Regions from separate parts of the Callithrix jacchus genome. Here region 1 is linked to region 2. The links are chromatin contacts, called in public Hi-C maps. All regions are on one chromosome and are shown on one strand. The core of a region is the stretch at or near the end of the contact, and the rest is flanking DNA. Distances in the headings are between cores, read along the strand shown.

Evidence for each region. Hi-C and Micro-C count contacts between places; a contact is called where the count stands out from the background.
Region 1: a Hi-C map of skeletal muscle shows a contact between it and region 2, with 3 times the contacts expected there. The contact joins two enhancer-like sites. A contact is called at or near these places in 2 of 3 Hi-C or Micro-C datasets (induced pluripotent stem cells and skeletal muscle).

Annotation. Positions count from the first base shown.
Region 1 is chr17:29,024,802-29,029,731 of calJac240_pri, reverse strand. It overlaps KCNAB1 (potassium voltage-gated channel subfamily A regulatory beta subunit 1), which reads left to right. Exons shown (of 14, transcript XM_035278146.3): 12 at 1-107; 13 at 3,725-3,813. Among named protein-coding and RNA genes, the nearest start is that of SSR3, 25 kb to the right of the region's middle. Within about 2 kb of position 3,526, at least 2 of the 16 cell types and tissues checked have an H3K27ac peak or open chromatin away from gene starts, as enhancers often do. A contact at or near this core is called in skeletal muscle, where this site is marked.
Region 2 is chr17:28,407,230-28,412,025 of calJac240_pri, reverse strand. No RefSeq gene overlaps it. Among named protein-coding and RNA genes, the nearest start is that of CCNL1, 31 kb to the right of the region's middle. Within about 2 kb of position 1,550, at least 13 of the 16 cell types and tissues checked have an H3K27ac peak or open chromatin away from gene starts, as enhancers often do. A contact at or near this core is called in skeletal muscle, where this site is marked.

The DNA.
Region 1 (4,930 bases), core at 2,277-4,776, 620 kb before region 2:
GAAAGAAAGAATTATAAGTGAAGAAGGGAGAAAACAGCAAAACAAGCTAAAGGACCTTTCCCCAATTGCAGAGCGTCTGGGATGTACACTACCTCAGCTAGCTGTTGGTAAGAAAATTACTAAATTATGAGGTTGTGGGGGACTTCTGCTGAGATCTTAGTTTTCTAGTGCTCACCACACCCTTACCATGATAAAATGTCTATTGACAGACTGAGCTCTGAAGCATAAACTCCTGCTAAATACTCTATAAAGTGAGGTACTTGAGGTTCCTCAGAATTTTCTACATGATAAAAAATTTTTCTTTCCCCTTGCCTGTATAACACAGTTTAAATGAGAACATGTCAGTGATAACACATACACTATCACAGGTGTTAGGGGTAAACTGTGTAGTGACATCCATTTCTTCTGGCTCAAGTTTCTGTCTCTGTGGAAAACTAAGCCAGGGTTGGTGAGAGGCTGACACGGCTGTGACAGGCCCAAGGCTGCTGCCACATGAAAAGCTGATCCAAGAGAAATAGCTTCACCCTGAAACTTCTTGAAGGCTATAACATTTGCTTTTCTAATGCTGGAGTCCATGAAAGGTCATGATTACTGGTAGCAATTGAAAACCACATGCACTGTTTAAGAGAAAGATAATAGAAACCACATGTAATCATGGGTGTTTCAGTCAATGATGGACCACATATATGTAGGTGGCCCCATAAGATTATAATGGAGCTGAAAAATTACTATTGACTAGTGATATAGCTGTCCTAAGGTCCTAATGCAATGAATTACTTATGTGTTTGTGGTGATGCTGGTATAAACAAGCCTACTGCACTGCCAGTAATATAAAAGTCTACACAATAATTATGTACAGTACATAATATTTGATAATGATAATAAATGACCATGTTACTGGTTTATATATTTACCATACTATAATTTTAATCTTTACTTTAGAATGTTCTCTTTCTACTTACTAGGAAAAAAAAGTTAACTGTAAAACAGTCTCATGCAGGCCCTTTAGGAGGTATTCCCGAAAGAGGAATTATTATCACAGATGATGGCTCCTTGGGTGTTACTGCCCCTGAAGATTTTCCGGAGGAACAAGAAGTGGAGGTGGAACACAGGGAATTACTTTAGGAGCAGACAATACCTTTGGGGAATCTCAAATGATAAGCAGATATTAGCGAGGCAAAAAGAAAGGGGAAGGCAAAAGGACATTTCAGGCAAAAGAACAGCTTGAGCAGTGTGCTCCAGAAGGAAGGGAGAGAGAGAGGAGAAAAGCAGCATGATGCTTGGGGATGGAGAGGATTTAAAGACAGGTGAGTGCTTCTGAAGCAAAGTTCAAGGTAGGGAGCCATGAAACTGCAGAGGTAAGCTAGAAAATAAGGTTTGCCAGGGTAAGAATTAAGAACCTCATCTTACAGGACAATGATTCAGTCAGGCACTAGCTAGGGAAGTGACATGATCAGATTTTTGCTTAGAGAAACCTTTACTGGCTGGATGAGAGCTGTATGAGGGAAATATAAGGGGACAATTCAAGCAAGGGAGGAAAACCAGTTATGCAGGAGAGAGATGGTGAGGGCGTGAGTGAGGGCAGCAGTGACTAAGGTAGAGAAGACAGCTGACCCAAAGCGATCATTGTCAAACTAAGCCCTGTATCCACACAATGAAATACTCTTCAGCAACAAAAAGAAATGGTATATTGGTACATGCTGCAATATGGAAAAACCTAGAAAAAATATGCTAAGTGAAAATCAGAACAAACAACCACCTATTGTATGATTCCATTTAGATGAAATGTCCAGAAAAGACCAATCTGAAGACAAAACGTAGATCAGTGTTTGCCTTCAACTTGAGGTAGGGATCTTATTAGGGTGACAGAAATGTTATAAAACTGGATTAAAATGAAGGTTGCACATTAAAAATGGTGGTTGGTAAACTTATAAAAATTATTTAATGTACACTTAAAATGGGTAAATTTTTGATGGGTAAATTTACCTCAATAAAGTTGGTTTAAAAAAAAAAGCATGGTCCCAGATGAGCAGTATCAGCATAAGCATTACCTGGGAGTGTGTTAAAAAATGCACAGACCGCACCCCAGACCTTCTGAATCAGAAACTCAGGAGTGAGCCACGACAATGGATGTTTCACAGGCCCTCTGAATGATTCTGATGCATACCAAAGTTTGAAAACCACTTGATTAGAGGAATATTTAGGAGGAATAATCAACTGGACTTAGCAGTTAAAAGGAAAAAGAGGGTCAGAAAAGGACAGTTCTTAAAGATTACTCCCAGGTTTCCAGATTGGGAAGCCACATTGCTGGTGATGCCCCCAAGTGCAATTGGGAATGCAAGAGGGCCAGGCATCATAGCAAGAAGTTTGCAGAGCCTGTGAGGCATCTAGCAGCGAGGCTTAGCAGACACTGCATCTAAAAGTCTGCAGCAACACTAACTTTCAGGCAGCTAAGGACTCAGAAGTCCACTGTAACCACCAGGAGGCTCCTGGTGACCTTGGCTTCTGGACAGAGCAAGAAAGTGACTGGAATGTGAAGAAGGTCAGTAAGGGAATCTGAACTGACCTTTTAGAAGTTAAGAGGGGAAGAAGGTTGGGGCAGTATCTAGGCAGGTATAAAGGGTCAGAGGAAGCTTATTTTAGAATGGGAGAAATTTTAGCATGTTTTGTTGACATGCTAAAATGTATATATTTTCTATATACATTAGGACAGGGTCATCCACTGTAAGGGACAGGGGTTGATTAGATGGTTTAATAGTACAGGTTTAAGGTCATTTCAGGAAAAGAAAGGAGATGACCAAGGCCAAGAGTAAGGCTGGCCAAGCTGACTGAAGCCCAGCTGGGAGAGAAGATGTGAATGCATACAGGCACCAGACCATGAATTGTAAGATTCTCTCCAGCATGCTCAGCTGCCCACAAGTAGGAGCAAGTAGAAGCCAAAAACACAGATGCAGTACTGATGGGAATTGCTAAGGAAGCAGAGGAAGTGAGAGGTATAAGGGTTTGTAAGAGAGTAATTTAGATAATCAACACAGGATGAATCTTGGGTTAGGAAGAAAGGGAGGTCCAGGGAGTGCTGCCAGGTAGGTGGGAACGAAGGAACCAGAAAATCAGAGTCTACAAGGACTACAAGCAACAGATGAGGAAAAGTGAGACCATGAATACAATGGGAAGACAGGAGGTTGTGGGCCAACGTAGAAACAGGAATCCAGCCATCTGGTGGTGAGCAGTGTTAGCTGTTTTCAGAAATAACAGGAATAACAATGTGTTTCTAGGGTTGGTAGCTGGATTGAATCCCCAGTGTGGTGACAGGGTTTTATGTGGAAAGCAAAAAGGCCTTCAGCTCTGAGCATTGAGTGTTAACTAAGAGACATATAGTGCGCTAGGAATTGGAAAACCAGTGGAGAAGCAAGAAAGACAGTACTGCATCTGTGTTTTCTGCTTCTACTTGAGGGCAGCTGAGCATGCTGGAGAGAATCTTACAATCCATGGTCCAGTGCCTCTATGCATTCCCATCTCCCCTCCCAGCTGGACTTTCACAGATTCTGTCAAATCTACACAACAGGGAGTGCTGCTCAGGTTTTTAACCCTAGAAAGCACTGTACATCCTCCACAAAAGGAGTTAATAAATTTTGGCTGCAACAAACAGCTGTACCTGGTGTTTATAAGCTAATCAATGATGGGAAGTGCTTTGATAACCTGACCCAGTTTCCTCTTTTCCCAGCGTGGTGCCTAAGAAATGAAGGTGTGAGTTCTGTGCTCCTGGGATCATCCACTCCTGAACAACTCATTGAAAACCTTGGTGCCATTCAGGCAAGTATTGCAGACCCTTCCAACAAACACCAGGGAATTTAATGGTGCCTTTGAGGCTATTTCCAGGCAGTGTCCCATCTCTCCCTTTATCCTTCTGGATGGGGCAAGTGTAGGGGGAACAAAGGCAACAGAACACTTTCCCAGTACAAGGATCCAGGGTTGTTCTCTGCCTATTAACAGGAAGTGTTCCCAAAGCTCATTCTCAGGATGGTTTGTTTCTGTGGAAAAGTACATTCCAATGTTATGCCTGGCAACTTACTTCCCAGCCCTCACCATAAAGCCTGCCTGATAACTTGCTTGGAAATTTAAATCATAGGAAACTATACATACATCGTTTACTCATCTGTTCTTTCCACAAATATTGCCCAACTACTGTATGCTGAGCCCCTTCTTTCTGTTCTCCTTTTCTGACCATCTTGTAGTCCCCCTCCCATGATACCTTTTATGATAATGTAATGTAGTATAACTTCCTATCTCTACTGATAGACTGCAAGTCCTCTGAGGTCAGAGACCTTATGTCTTTCTTGCTTCTCCACTGGTTTTCCAGTTCCTAGGTACTTACTATATATGTCCCTTAGTTAAACACTCAAGATCTATTGAATGAATACTTGGGATGTTTTAAGAGAAATGAGCTCAAAATTCTATTTTGGACTTCCAGGATCAAAGCTCCCTAGAAGCAAATTTAGGAGGCCCATCCCCATTCCCTATCCTGAGCATAGCCGTAGGGCACTACATGGGGCCTGCAGCCATATTCTGAGGAGCCTGTAGTAGCAGTGGGTGGGGTGAAAAGGATGTTTCTAGGAGCTCTAAGGAGAGGGGTGGGGCTTAGTATCCATTGTGACCACCTCCTTTCCCCAAAGGCCACAACTAGTCCTGAGTCTGTCCTACTCTCAACCCTACTAAAAACCCTAAGAATGATCCTCCCCACAATTCTTGCCATAGCCACTACCTGCTAAAACAAGAAAGGTTGTCTATTTTTCTCCTGCTCACTGAGGAAAGGAACTGTCACAGCTTCTTCCCTATCCACCTGTCCCTGCAACAAGCACATAGCCCTGTTACCATTCCCAGAAGGAAAGAGGTGGAGGTAGGGAAAAACATGATTTAAAATCCTTTTTTA
Region 2 (4,796 bases), core at 301-2,800:
AACAGGACAGGATCAGATTATCCTAAAAGCCCTCTTCAATTCTGAAGTCAGTCATCCTCTACCAGAGTTCCTGCCAACAGCCAGGCTGGCTCTGCCGGAGATAACCATGGCTTGTGACTGCTGTGCCTCTCCTCCCAGGAAGGTACAGAATCCACAGCCTCAGGAATGCCAGGCATTCTGCCAAGGGCGCCCTCCCTTTTCTCCGTCTGGTTTCTCAGTCTCTCTCTTCCCAATCTAGACTAGACTGTCACCTCTACTCACCAATCCCATGGAGGAGTCAGGGGTGGGACGGAGGAGAGACAGAAATGGAACTGTGACTCTATTCCTCATCCATGTGGCAGGTCCGTCATTCCTCTTCCAGTCGGGCCTGCCTCACCAGACCAGCACTCGGGTCAGTCTGTATGTGAGTGGGGAGGGATTCCTGCCTATCCAGTGACCCTGCTCAGTGGGTGGATGTCACCTCTGTCCCGAGCACCTGAAGCACCCAGGGGCCCCCACCTACCTGCTTCAGTTCTCCGAGGCTTCCATGTAAGGCCACCTCCCCCACCTCAGGACTGGCCCCACTTTACCAAGGACTGCTTATCCCCAGGATGTTTTTGGCACCTTCCGGACCACAAAAGTTCTCCTTGTAAGAGAACAAACCACCCCAGGTTGCCTTTTGACACATCTATTTTAGGGACTGTTGGCATCTTATGTTTCCCCTAAAAAAACTCAACCATCTTTTTTCTCTCATCCAGTAAGAAAAGTCTTCTTTTTATTTTTCACATGGGTTTATGTACCCGCCTCACCTTTTCAGGAAGAGGCTCAGTGCAAGCATCTGTGTTATAAACTAGCTTCCTACACTGCCCCTGCCCCTGCGTGGACTTAGCCTTCCTAAGACTGGGCTCCTTTTCTCCTGGGCATGTGCTTGGCTGCTGGAGAGAAAGGCCTATTGTTCTTGATGTGCCCAGTACACTTTGCCAGGCAACACGCTGGGTGTTCCTCCCAGGAGGTAGAAAACTGCCTCCCGGAGATCGGATCATTTTATGCTTTGTGTTTTGTGTCTGGCCTTTCCTTCTTCACCGTACCTCCTGCCCGAGAGCTCATACTGCACGTATTTCTTTCTGTTCCCTTTGCACAGTGAATTGCCTCTTGTATGCCTTTTGATGTGACTGCTCAGCTCCTGCATATTCCAAAGGAGGAATTGAGCGTCTCGTCTCTCCCACCTAGAGGCTCATGCGTGTGGTCAGGAAGAGAGCGAACAAAGGCGTGCTTGGCCCCGAGGGAGGCTGGGGTGAGGCTCGGGCGTGGAATGCAGGGTCTCTTCTACCCTGAGGTGGAACGTAGAGAGGTGCTTCGGGGTCTGCGGGGCTCCCCAGCGATGATTTGGGGCGCTCATGGAGGAGCTCAGCTGGGCAACATTATGAGAATAGGTTTTGCTTCTTGGTCCCTGTCCCATCTGCTTAGAGTATCCGGGCTGTCTGGGGCTCCGAGGGAGGAGCATTGCAGCAGGAGCTAGGAGATTCTGGTCCGCCTGCCTCTGCCACTGTGTGACCCTGCATGACACTGACCCTCCCAGGGGGAGCCTCCCTTTCCTGGCCCTTGAGTGGGGCAATAACTCCTGCCCCACCCGCTGGCTTTCTGGGCCTCATGTGGTGAGGCGCAAACACAACACGCTCTGAGGAACCGCCGTGAGAAGCAAGAGCTCTTTGTGAGTCAGAGGTGGTGGCTGTTGCTGTCTTTCCCCACTGTTTACCAGCCACCTCCCACCCCATTTCCCGTGAGCATCGAGTGACCTCATGCTACCCCCTCGTGGCCAAAATGCGCTTCATCATGCATTGCTGTGAAACTAAATTACAGTTCTATTAAAACCGTAAGGAAAAATAAATAATGAAAGTAATTAATAATAATGAATATATAGTCATGAACTCAGACGGGAATACATTCACTTTTCATCAATACAGCCATAAAATATCATTTTAATACTTTTTGATGGAGGAAAATGGCGCATGAAAAAAAAGTGCTTAATGTGGGCCCAGACCCAAGGTGAGTGTGGCGCCGAGGGCGCCCTTCCCCGCTGCCAACCAGCTGCTGGCGGCGCCTGTGTGCCTGCAGGGAGGCCTGCCCGAGGCCCGACGGCAGCCGCTAGCTGAAGCTCCCCTAAAAGGGCCCATTTGTCCCCAACATTATGGGGCCCGGATGAGGAGCAGGTAAGAAAGCGCTTGGCTGCTCTTCCTCAGCTCTTTAAAATCTTTTCAGGTCCCTCAAGATTACAAAACACTTTAATAGCTATCTTTTCCTTCACTGAGATAGGACCGATTGTCTTAAGAGAAATTAGAGCTCCCACATATTGAAAAATAAGTGGGCAGTAACTGCCGTGTTTCCTCATTACAGTCTCCTTCCTCAGACGCAACCTCACCAACCACTCGCCACAGCCCTGAAGCAGAACTATCCTCGTTTTCAGACAAGGAACTTGGGATCTGACAGGTCATATGCTGGTTAGATGGAGCAACAGCTTGAACCAGGGATTCTGATTTCAAACCCCTCACTTTTTTCTTTTTTTTTTAAGGGTCAGGGTCTGTCACTTTGTTACCCGGGCTAGCGTGCAGTTGTGTGATCACAGCTCACAGCAGCCTCACACTCCTGGGCTCAAGCAATCCTACCACCTCAGCCTCCAGAGTAGCTGGGACCACAGTCATGAGCCACCATGCCTGGCTGTTTTTATTTTTAGTAGAGACAGGGATTCACGATGTTGCCCAGGCTGGGTCGAACTCCTGAGTTCAAGCAGTCTGTCTGCTTTGGCCTCCCAAAGTGCTGGCATTACAGGCATGAGCCACCACGTCTGGCCACCTCACTCCTTTTACTACCTCAAGGGCTTGGCGTTGAATACTGGGTGAGCCCCAGCCCTGCAGAATGAGAACAGTCTATATGGAGAGCAGGAAATGCTGAAAAAAATGTATCAAGGCTTTTCGTTCCACACCTGTAGAATAAATCTAGTCAACAGTCATCCTCTAGTCATGATGAATAATCTCTTGGAAACTCATGCCCTTGGACCTGGATAACTGCTTTCCTTTTCCCTTCTCCTCTGGCAGAGATTCTTTCAGAATATTCATCTCTCCAGATGTCTTCTTTACTCCCTTGACAGCCTGTGCTCAGGCTTCTGAGGAGCTTTCTTTCAGATGTGGCTTCCTGGCATGGTAACTGGGATGCAGTCTTGCCCTCTGTGTCCCTCCTTCTCTCCCTGAGAAGGCAGGATCATGGACATTTAGAGACTCACTGCCAGACTGAGAATTTTGTCGACTTAGTGCCAAGTATTGTCCTGCTTTGATGAAACCAATGAGCACAACACTGAAGAGCTTGTGAGGATCTGACAGTGGAGAAAGGGCAGGTGGACAGGCACAGAAGCCTAGGGCACCCCAGAAGGCAGCTGGACACCCCCTCTAAAATGCTGCTGGTTGTAGTACTGGGTAGAGAAGGGCTTCCAACACTCACAGTGCAGTGAAGTGACACACAGGCTCACGTTCTTACCAAGGAGGACCTGAGCCAGTGTGCAGAAAGCCTTCTTCCCGATCTTCCATGTCTGGGGTACTAAGTGAGATCATGCTTGGGTTCTCACACTGTCTGGGAAAGCTCATGTTTCATAAACATGGCTTGTGTACCAGTCCCTGGCATTTTTGTATACATCCTCTCATAAACGTGGAAAATCCTCTGAGGTAAGGATTTGTTGCCCTGTTTTGCATATTAGTACATTGAGGCTCAGAGAGGTTAACAGACTTGCTCAAGATCACAAAGCTAATTAGGAGATTCAGGGCATGATGTGAGCTCCAGAAAATGTTACACCCTTGAAACTATGGTTTGCCTGACCAAGGACACCTCTGGACACTTTTCTGCTTTGGGGCAGAAGGGAGTCCCTTGCATCACATTACGTGAGTGTATATGATCATTCCATTGATTGCATTTATAAATTGAGTGATCAGGTAACTTGGTTATGCATGGATATGCCTGCACCCAGAGTTGGCCATTGTGCTGGTTTTCTGCCCACTTCGTCCACCACACACAAAGGCCAAGTCATGATTGTGTCAGTCCCTATGGTCTCATCCTTCTGTCTGCCACAGATGTCTGAGCAGCTGTGGGGCAACTGACCAAGAACAGAGAGAACGGAAGCTTTGGAGCCAGGCAGGCTTGGATTTAAATTCTACCTCTGCCATATTTTCAGGAAAAACTACCCGTATTCTAGGATGGGCATAGGGACAAAGAAAGGCAGGAAAGAAGTTAGTGTCGGAATCATGGGCCCTCATCCTAGTTCTGAGAAGAGGAGGGCGCAGGCACCAGGGCCACTGCCCAATGCCACCAGCCCTCTTCAGAACAGTCGAGACCCACTGCTGGTCACTGTCAACCCTCTTGTATGAGGATATAATTTCTGGGGTCCAAAGAAGACTCAGGTGGTTTCCCAAATTCTCTCCCACACACTGGTCTAAAACTCTTTTAAGGCCCTGGCCATAAGCTAAATGTAACCATCCCTGGAAGGTTTATAATGGGAGAGAAGCAGTCTGGAGTTCAGGGGAGCACTTGCTGTGGAGCATGGTGGAATCCAGTCTTTACACACGAGCAATAATCCTCTGTCTTCTCATCTCTGACATATAACAGCTAATACTACAGTAAGAATAGCTAACATTTCCCTCTAGGGATTCAAAATGCTTTCTGTACATAAGTCAACCACTTTAATGCTCACAACAGCCCAATTCCCATTTTGCTGGTGCAGTGGGCACGTAAGTCCAGTCCTCTGCCCAGAGTCACAGAGCTGGACCTTGAAGTGA